Linked DNA regions of Triticum aestivum: all the other regions are linked to region 3. Evidence: chromatin contacts called from public Hi-C data. All regions are on one chromosome and are shown on one strand. Each heading gives the region's core, a stretch centred on a gene start, on an enhancer-like site or on the middle of the called end of the contact. The rest is flanking DNA. Distances are from core to core; before and after follow the strand shown. Region 1 holds the start of LOC123187749 (ATP synthase mitochondrial F1 complex assembly factor 2). Region 2 holds the start of LOC123187746 (nodulation protein H). Region 3 holds the start of LOC123187752 (zinc finger CCCH domain-containing protein 25).

What was found. A called contact is a pair of places that touch in the nucleus more often than the background predicts.
Region 1: a Hi-C map of leaf shows a contact between it and region 3, with 8 times the contacts expected there. The contact joins the promoter of LOC123187749 here to the promoter of LOC123187752 in region 3. A contact is called at or near these places in 2 of 5 Hi-C or Micro-C datasets (both in leaf).
Region 2: a Hi-C map of leaf shows a contact between it and region 3, with 3 times the contacts expected there. The contact joins the promoter of LOC123187746 here to the promoter of LOC123187752 in region 3. A contact is called at or near these places in 2 of 5 Hi-C or Micro-C datasets (both in leaf).

The regions. Positions count from the first base shown.
Region 1 is chr2A:92,762,612-92,765,938 of IWGSC CS RefSeq v2.1, forward strand. It overlaps LOC123187749 (ATP synthase mitochondrial F1 complex assembly factor 2), which reads left to right and starts at 1,812. Exons shown (of 4, transcript XM_044599674.1): 1 at 1,812-2,213. The coding sequence starts at 1,845. It overlaps LOC123187748 (bZIP transcription factor 60), which reads right to left and starts at 1,581. Exons shown (of 2, transcript XM_044599673.1): 1 at 131-1,581. The coding sequence starts at 1,427.
Region 2 is chr2A:92,635,326-92,638,646 of IWGSC CS RefSeq v2.1, forward strand. It overlaps LOC123187746 (nodulation protein H), which reads right to left and starts at 1,549. Exons shown (of 7, transcript XM_044599670.1): 1 at 917-1,549; 2 at 664-819; 3 at 217-458; 4 at 1-127. The coding sequence starts at 666.
Region 3 is chr2A:93,401,291-93,404,418 of IWGSC CS RefSeq v2.1, forward strand. LOC123187752 (zinc finger CCCH domain-containing protein 25) reads left to right here and starts at 1,311. Exons shown (of 6, transcript XR_006494116.1): 1 at 1,311-2,041; 2 at 2,147-2,256; 3 at 2,356-2,543.

The sequences.
Region 1 (3,327 bases), core at 562-3,061, 640 kb before region 3:
AGCTAGTGACTGCTACATTCGTATCAAGGTCACAGTATGATAACAAGTATAAAACCGACATGGCACACACACACATGAGTAATTTGTTTTTCAAATCTAAAGCACTATGCAACTTTTGTAGCATCCTTACCTGACATTGCTTCACTAAACCATTGTGGCAGTAATTCATCATCGTCTCTGTATATGCTTCCATCTCCAGGAGGTAAAGCCATCAGTTTATTTTTTATTGCTTTAGCAGATTCCATGACTTCTCCAGAATTCAACTGAGCAACATGGCCAGGAATTGCCAAACTAGTATCTTCTTGTCCTTGGTTACATGAAGTCTTCCCATCAGAGTGACACATGCGCGAAGAGGCTTTCTCACTCGCAACAACAGACCGGATAACCAAATTTCCATTGATCTTGACATGCTTCCCATTCCTAGGAATATACAACAACGCCGGGAGCGTCTCACTTGAATTATGCGGCAACTTCGAATCAACACCTTCCAAGACACCATCTCGAGGCCCGTCAACAGCCAGAACCCTCCCATGACGTGATTGTGATGGACCAAGCACAATTCCTTCTCGGGAATCAACTGCTCCATACATCCGATTTACCGCAGGAACCAAACACCCACAGAGCATCATCAGGAACAGCAATCCAAGGAGGCTAACACTAGCAACCTTCTTGGTCTTCCTAGACTTCTTGGCCGGTGGCTCTGCGGCAGCCGACGCAGGCTGCTTGGTTTTCAGCCGAGGTATCGGCATGAGCGGCACTTGGGAGCCGTGCGCTCCCATCGCATAAGCCGGGTGCATCCATGGCAGCGGCAAAGGGTACAATCCAGGGTACATCGGCAGCGGCGGCGGGACGCCTGCGCCACCGGCACCGGCCAGTTGCTGCTTGAGAGCGGCGTTCTCAGCCGTGACGCAGGAGATCCTGGTGGAGAGGTCGGCGATGGTGGCCTGCATGGCCTTGACCTTCCCCTCCAGCTCCTCCACGTACTGCTTCTTCCTCTGCCGCGACAGGTGTGCGCTCTCCCTGTTCCGCACCAGCCGCGCCCGCCGCTTGTCGTCCTCACCCTCCCCGTTCATAGCCTTGCCGTCGCTTCCAGCGCTCGCGCTCCTGGAAGACGTCTCCGAGGACTCGTCGTTCTTCAGGCCGCCGTCCGCTCCGGCACCGGAGCCGGAGGAGGAGTCCCCTGCCCCGCCCGGCGACCCGGCCGAGGAGGAGGACGTGGCGAGCGGCGGCGGCGGCGACGGGAGCTGCACGTCGTCGGTGGGGAGGAGGTCGAGGTCGAGGTCGAAGTCGAAGTCGATGTCCAGATCGTCGAGATCGAAGCCGTCCAGGGCGAAGGCGTCGTCGTCCCCGACGGGGCCGTGCGGGAACTCCGGCAGGTCGTCGGGGAAGGGCAGGTCCGCGAAGGGGGACGCCTCCGCGATGGCCATGGCGCGAGATCCGGTCACGGCGAGCGCATGCGCGACGGCGGGGCGGCCGGTCGGGGTCCTGGATCTCGCGCGGCGCGGTCGCCGTAGCGTGCAGGGTTTGCAATGTGGGAAGGGAAGGGAAAGGAAAGGCAGGAACTGCAGCTGGGGAATTCGGTCCGAGTCGCTGGTCGCCTCTTTGGCGTCGTCGAGACGAACCGGACCCACCATGCGCGGCCGCGTGGGGGCGGTGGGGCCTAAGTCAGACGCCAGACGCGTCTGGAACGTTCTCCGGGCCTCCTTGATGGGCCTGCATGGGCCAGAGAGCAGCCTGCTGGGTTTACAAATGGGCCGGGTTCGTTGACGGGCTGGAATTACTTTTGTAGGGTACTACAGATTGGGAGAGTGAAGGCCCAGGTGAAGCGGCGACCAGGCAGAGGAATGGCGACCATACTCGCGGGCCGCCGCCTGCTCCTCCTGCGGCGATGCGCGGCCGGGCGGCGGCTGCTGGGCACGGCGGCGGAGGCGTCTCCGGGCGGGGAGGAGGCGGGGGGCGAGGCGATCTACGTGAGGAAGCCCTCGTCCTCGTCGACGCGGGACGAGACCTCGGTGTCCATGCCCATGTCGTTCATGACGGGGTCCGTGGTGGGGAAGCGCTTCTACCGCGACGCCACCGTGCGCCGCGCCGACGACGGCAACGGGTGGACGGTCATGCTCGACTACCGCACCCTCAAGACGCCCGCCAAGCGCCCGCTCAAGCTGCACTCGCGCACGCTCGCCATGGCCGTCGCCGCCGAGTGGGAGTACCAGGTCTTGACCCCATTGCCTCTCCTCCTCTCTTCTCCTTCCTGTTCTGTTGTTTGGGATCACTAGGGTTCTGTATTATGGTGAATTATGTGAAGATTTAGTGAAATTTCATTCTATTTTACATTTAAAATGCACCGAATCTAGGTTTTCATCGTACTATTTAGTGCCGCGACTGAATTGCTTTTAATATTCTCATTTCTTCCCCTTTATCGTGTCATGAGCAGTTCTAACTGATCAAAATGGTCGTTTGGCTATAAGTAGAAGGAAACAAGTAAACAGTACTCAAAATGCAGTCCATCAGCATAGATCTGTTGCATTTATGCATAACGGGTAGTTCATTGCCTTCTGTGGAGAATAGAGCACCTTAGAGTTGAATTTGCACCTCCGATCTCTAGAGAGGCAACAGAGGTTGAAAATGAAACTAAAGCAAAACTCAATATGGCGGATGAAATCGCAAAATATAAGTTGGTTTTGACATGTTTTTGTTAATTCACTATTTTTTGTGTCATGAGCAGTTGTAAGATGCCTGTATGGTTATTTGGGAAGAAAGTAAAAATGGTACAGTAATGCAGAATGCGCAGTTCATTGCCTACTGTGGGGAATATAGAGTATAATTTGTTTGGTGTCAAAAAGTGGTAGGAAACCAATCATGTTCATAGCACATTGTAGAGTTGAGTATTCATTTCTGATCTCTAGAGAGGCAATAGAGGTTGAAAATGAAATAAAGCCTCAATATGGCCAATGAAATTGAACAATATAACTTGGTATTCACATGTTTGTTACTTTGCTCTTTTTTGTGTCATGAGCAGTTCTAAAATGCCTGTATGGTTGTTCGGCAAGAAAGTAAAAAGGAAATAAATATTAGTGTTTGCAATATAATATGTTGGTGTACGTTAGTTGTGTTATGCAGAATGTGCAGTTCATTGTCTTCTTTGGAGAATAGAGCACATTATAGTGTCTTCTGATCTCTAGAGGCAGAGAGGTTGAAAATGAACATTCCCACTGTCAGCTCCTCGAATAAAATTAGAACAAGGCCCATATGGCCGATGTACCCTCAGTATGTCATCTCTTATACACATCATAAATAGTACGCATATGCTGCAGTAGCTGAATTTAA
Region 2 (3,321 bases), core at 299-2,798, 770 kb before region 3:
GTTGAATATTTCGCCGTTCGAGCTGATGTTAGGGTGGCTGTTTAGCAGTGTCTCGAACCATCCACTTCCCGATCTTTGCATCGACACGATCACAAAGAACCGAACAGGATTACACGAGCATTCCGCCCTATGGAAAGAAACATGTGTCAGAAAATCTGCATACTCGCCAGGGGGATGCCAATAAAGAGTTTGTCCATCCTATAAAAGGAAAATTACCTGCTGTAACCCTTTGGCTTTGGGAAGTGCACGTAGGGCAGCTCCTCACTTGGAACATAAGGCTTTGCGCAAACATGTTCATCTTGTTCTTGTGCACCATTCTCCTCCACATGCTTGCTCTCCATCCTTATCTGATTGAAGGAGAGGTAGCACACATAGAGGCCAAAGAGCGCGATGAGGAAGACGAGGGTCGGCCGCGGCGGCAACGACGCCCCCTTGGAGCCTTTGAGCGGATATGGGTGCTGCAAGTTATTACCAAATCCATCCATGGTCAGATACTGCTGTTGCTAATACTGAACAAATAAGTAGCACCAAATCCATGGTGAGATACTGTTAGTAGTAATGAACAAATAAATAGTACCAAATCCATGGTGAGATACAGTTACTAATAATGAACAAATAAATAGTAGTAATACCAAATCCAGAAGCAGAGCGGTGGTACGGTACCATTTTGTGACTGAAAGTCTGTAGCAGAAGAAGATTCAGTGCGTGGGCCGGGTTCTGGTCCTCCTGCTCGCGCACAGCAGCAGAGTAACATGCCGAGGTCTCCTCATGGATGTCAGCAGCAGCTGGCCATGTGTGTTGGATGAATCGTCGCGCATCCTGGTAGGTAAAATTACAAATTCCTGCAGTCAGCAAACCCAGCAAAACACTCCCGCAAAAGAAAAGAAAAAGGAAAAGAACTCGTAATAGTACATACCAGCACCTAAGACTCTGCTAATTTCAAGAAAAGAAAAGCACCAGGACTCTGCCGAAAGGGATGCTTCCGGGAAACCGGGAGAACCCTAGGCTGAGGGGGAGGGAGAAGGGAGAGAAGCCCCGGGGCAGGATTCGGCGCCGAGAAATGGCGGAAAGGAGAGTTGGGCGAAGAGCGTTCCCGCGAAATGCCGGCGCGAATCTGCCGCCGAGAGCCTCGGCACGAAATCAGGAACCCGCGGGCCGGATTCGAGCTCCGAGGCGGCGAAGAACCCAAAGCCGGCCGGCTGGTTGGAGCAGGAGCAGGAGCAGGAGGCGGAGGAGGAAGACGAGCCCAGGTGAGATTTTGCTTCCCCGCGCCGCACAAGACAGGCAGCTCTGGGAGAGACCACGCGAAAAGGGAGGAGGGATCCCAACGGAACGGAAGAGTCACACGGCACGAACAGCCCCTCACACCTCAGCTGGCGCGTCAGCAGGAATCGCTCCCAGCTTCCCTCCCTCCCTCTCTCTCTCTCTCTCTAATTTATAGTAAGAGTGAGGGAGATAATGGAGCACGAACGAGCTCGGGTTTTTTTAAGGAAGAAGAAAGGAGAAGGGAATGGAGCAGGAACGGGTTTAGAGTTTGATTATTCGACGAAAGGGTGTGAACGACCGACGGGGAAGAAGAAGAAATTAGCTCAATTAGTTAATGCGGAGGAATTAGGAAATTGGGAGTGAGCGCGGCTGCCGCCTGCCTTGAGCCCTTGACGCACAAAGTGCAGGCGGAGTTAATGAAGAGGGGGGCCGTCGCTGCGCCCGGTCTTGGTGGACCATCGTCGATTAAACCAAGTGGATGGGTGATGTCAATCAAAAAATAGAAAGAAAGAAAAAACCCAAAGGGATGGATGATGGTGCCGGCAGCCTCGAGAGACCTTTTTTTGTGAACAAAAAGCGGTTTCATCAGGCTATTGTTGTGGATCTGGTCCGTCCTCTCGGGTGGAGCGTCGGCTTGACCCGCGATGCTCGGCGTTTCACCGACACATCCTCATCATCATCCTTCTCCAAATGTCGCCGCGCGCCGCTCGGCGTACTACGCGACCAGTCCAGGCGCACCAGTTGTTCCATGCACAGGTTGTGATTTACTCCCTCCGGTCCTTTTTGCTCTGCATATTAGAATTCTCTAAAGTCAAACTTCACAAAGTTTGACCGTATTTATAAGAAAAAATATCATAATCTGCCAGCTAAAGTTATACAATATGAAACTTTAAGTCATGACACATCTATTGATATTGATTTCAGATTGTGAATGTTGGTATTTTTTCTATAAAGTTGGTTAAACTTTACGAGGCTTGACTTCAGTCAAATCTTATATGCGAACTGAAAAGGACCGGAGATTGTGTGCGCCCAATTGTCAAACAAAAAAGAAACAGAAGATTGTGCGCGCCCAAGCCATCCTGATGGCGTGTCTGCCTGTTTGCCCGCCCTCTGAATTCTTTTACACGAAAACGATTTGGCGCTTCGACAAGTAACACGGACCGCCGTATTATTCACATCTTGATTTGTCTCTTCGTTTCTTTCCTTTCTAAATGCAGGTCGTGTGTCTTTTTTTTTTGCAAATAAATGTAGGTCATGTTGGGATTCGAAATGTCGCCACACGCGCTTTGGTGCAGACGACTAATCCCGACGTGTCGGTAGTTTTATGAGTGGGTATTACTTCCCAAATGTTAGACACAAGTGAAGTCTATTTTAAACCTTGATAATGTAGAGCGTGACGCAAATAAACCCCGGCGTTCAAATCCCTGAAGTCTATACCCTAACCTCTCTGATCCTGGTTGTAATCGCCCCTACGCCAGGATTAGGACTGGATTTGCTGACATGGCATCGGGAAATGATGGGATTGCAAATTAAAAATGCCACGTGAAGACGCGCCGCGGCTGCTGCTCCAGCTGCCATTGAGCTCCTTTGCTAGCTCTGCCCCGCCATCTGCCATCTGAATCTCAGTTTCAGTGGCTGCGTTCGGACGCATGCCACATATCCATGTTTTTTCTCACGATTTTTTTGGCCACTTAATCATAACATATTTCATGCAAATAACAGTAACTTGTATGCCTGATTGTGTTTGCTAACACTTATTCTGGTTTCACCAATCAAATCGTAAACAGTAGTCAATATTTTTCCCCTTAAATAAAATAGACTGTACACAAATTCTTTCTGATACAGGCAGAAGAACAGAGGTAATCATCCGCAAAAAGGAAAAAAAAACAGAGGTAATCAGTAAATTCATCTTGTTATTATTGCCTTATTATCTGACGAATAGTAAATCATGGCCTACAATATGGACAATCGAAAATGACAGAAGAACATTTCCAACTACACTTGATTATATATATAATACTCCTAGTAATCAATAATGAATCATGGGCGATGGCG
Region 3 (3,128 bases), core at 61-2,560:
ATCTTAATCATTATTGCATCCTCTTGCTTCTGCCCTCTCTTTTGGCTGTACTTTGTAGAATATATATGTGTGCCGAATCCCAGCTTGAAGGCATAGTCGTTGTAGAATTTCCGGGCATCCTCAAATGTGTCAAACACCATGCCAACATAGGGCGATAGTGGCTGTGATGAAACATCTCCATCATCTGAATCATCTTGCATCACATCATCAGCATGCAACAATCCCTCTGAATCTTCATGATTATCGACAGAAAAGTTCCCTTGGACATAGCTCTCTTCCCCTTCAGCACTAGCTCCCTGAAATAAGGCACATGTTTTTTCATGTATATACAGAGGTCTTGGTTGAAAGTATTTTTTCCTCTAGTTGCTATCAACAGTTCTATTGTTGTTTTAGAAATTCAGATACACAGGCACATTTATCAACAATTTTTCAGCTTCACTTGCACATAAATTTTCAGTCAATGACCTTTTATCACATAAGCACACACATTCAAAATCGTACCATAGGTTAATAAATATCAAGTAACAGATGGGATCATGTTTTGCAGAGATAGAGCAAGCACACAGGTGTATAGGTATTTTGCCTTGGTTCCACTCACACCCATGAAACAAAATTGAATTTCTAGCTGCCACACACATAAAACAAATAGGAAATTCTAGCTATGTTTCTGATACATAGATTTCCATGAGTTTTCAGAGACACACAAGTGTTCATGTTTTTTCAAAGTCAAGAAACTCACCCAACTGCCCTGATTTGATTTGGTAGAAGTTGTTTCAGGAAACACAACCGGAGGGTTTGTGAACCAGGATGATACTCCAGCTCGCGGAGGAAGCCCCACGGCCGCGACTATTCTCCAAGAGGCGGCCCCCGGCGAGCTCGATCTGCGTTGGATCCCAGCATCTGCCGCATGATGTGGTGCGCCATGTTGTTGCTGGATTTTTGGGCTGAAGGACTAGGTGCCCCCGCGCGCCGGCGGCAGCAATTTTTGCGGTGGTGACGACTGCCGCCGCGCTGGACGGAGCTGTGCCTGGTGGACGGCGGGTAGGGGATTCTATTTCTGAAACAGACCGGCTGTTGCAGAAAATAACGATCTGGTCAGTTGCGGACAATGGTTGCATCGGACGGCTGTCAGGTGACTAATCCAACGGCTCTCCAGGCATCAGCCGGCGGATGAGTTAGAATCATCCGCCGCATCAATGGCCGTTGAATCCAAGTGCTGATAGTCGTCCGATGTACCACCCGCGCCCGGATGACCTCCTCCTTAATTCCGGCAACAAGCGCGGTGTTGCAGAAACAATCCGCCCTGGCCGGGCCGGGTCGGGCCGGGCTGCCCATGGCAGGACTACCCGCAGCCCTATCGCTGCTCCTCTCCTGGTGCGCCGCTCGACCTCCTCCTTCCTCCCACTCAGGTGCGCCGCCGGCCCTCTTCCTCCCTCCCTCCCTGCTGCGCCGCCGGCCCTCTCCCTAGCTTCAGCTCGTGCGCGCCGCGGGTCCTCTCCCTCGCTCCACATCTTGCGCCGCCGGACCTCTTCCTCGATCCATCTCCTGCGCCGCCGGTTTCCTTTCTTGCTGCCTCTCCTGCGCTGCCGGCGTGTCGGACGTTCAAAAATCTCGTCCCCCCTTTGGGTTAGCGTAGACAGGCAAGGGGGCGGCATTACCACCGGTGGAGATTGCACACTAGGACCGACCCCAGGCTTTATGGACTAGCCAAGAACCCTAAACAAAAAAATCCCCATCTTCTTCCCCTCCAAATCTCCCAATCCCCTGCTCATTCGAGAAAATCTACCCGAGATTCCGCACGAGCACCGCCGGTTCCCTCTAAGAAGGGGAGGGATCCGACCCATCTCCGCGCCGGCAAATCGGGGAAGATGAATCCCCTGACGCAGGTGAAGCGGACGCAGGTGATAAACCAGAAGGAGGCGGCGCTGGGCCTCAGCGAGGACGCATCCTGGCACGCCAAGTTCAGGGGCTCCGCCTACGTCTTCGTCGGAGGCGTCCCCTTCGACCTCACCGAAGGCGACCTCCTCGCCGTCTTCGCGCAGTGAGTATTAGACCGCACCCCCCGACCTAGCTTTTCCGCCCGTTTCCCCCTCCCGACGGATTTGGCAGGGAAGTATTCTGACCGGTTTCCGATCTCTTCTCTCAGGTACGGCGAGGTGGTCGATGTGAACCTCGTGCGCGACAAGGCCACCGGCAAGTCCAAGGGCTTCGCATTCGTCGCCTATGAGGACCAGAGGAGCACGGTTCTTTCCGTCGGTGAGTCCCCTTTCCCCTTTCCTACTAGGTCGCTTCTGTATGTGATTCCAATTGCTTTGCTGAAGTGATAACATTTTCGCTTCGTCTCGTGCGGTGTAGATAACTTGAATGGGGCTAAGGTTCTTGGGAGGATCATCAGGGTTGACCATGTGGAGAAGTACAAGAAGAAGGAGGAGGAGGACGATGAGGAGCTGCAGAAGAAGAGAGAGGAGCGCGGCGTGTGCTATGCTTTCCAGAAAGGCGAGTGCAACCGCGGCGATGCGTGCAAATATTCCCATGATGAACAGGTATCTATCCTGCTTCTGCAGTTTACAAATTGTTATTCAATTTTTTTGCTAGGAATACACACATCCCATTCACCATCATGCTCATAGTGATTTGGACTAGTAATGTTTTCTCACTATAGCATGAGCACGGAGGATATTGCCAAATCATTAGGTAGAAAAATAGCTTCTAGCCATTTTATTATTCTTTAGGAATGCAAACAAGCAATTAACTACCTGGCATGTAGCAATATTTCACTGCATTGGTCCAGGTCATTTTTGATTATTCGTTAGGAATGCCTACAAGCAATTCACAACCTGCCTCATAGTAATTTGCACGAGTGAATTTTTTTCACTACAGAATGAGGAAAGGATAACCAGATCAATTATTAGGTAGAAAATTAGCTCCTGGCATTTCACTCCAACTAGTAAGCATGCACGTCCAACGCACGTCTCTACCTATAGAACACATATTTCTCAAATAAAACCTATAGAACACATGAGTATTGCTTTTGAATTTGTATTCTATTTTTATTTTGAAAAATAAAAAATATGTAGCCCTTGATGATTCCTTCCTTGATAAGGACAGAAAATCTCAATCAATTAACA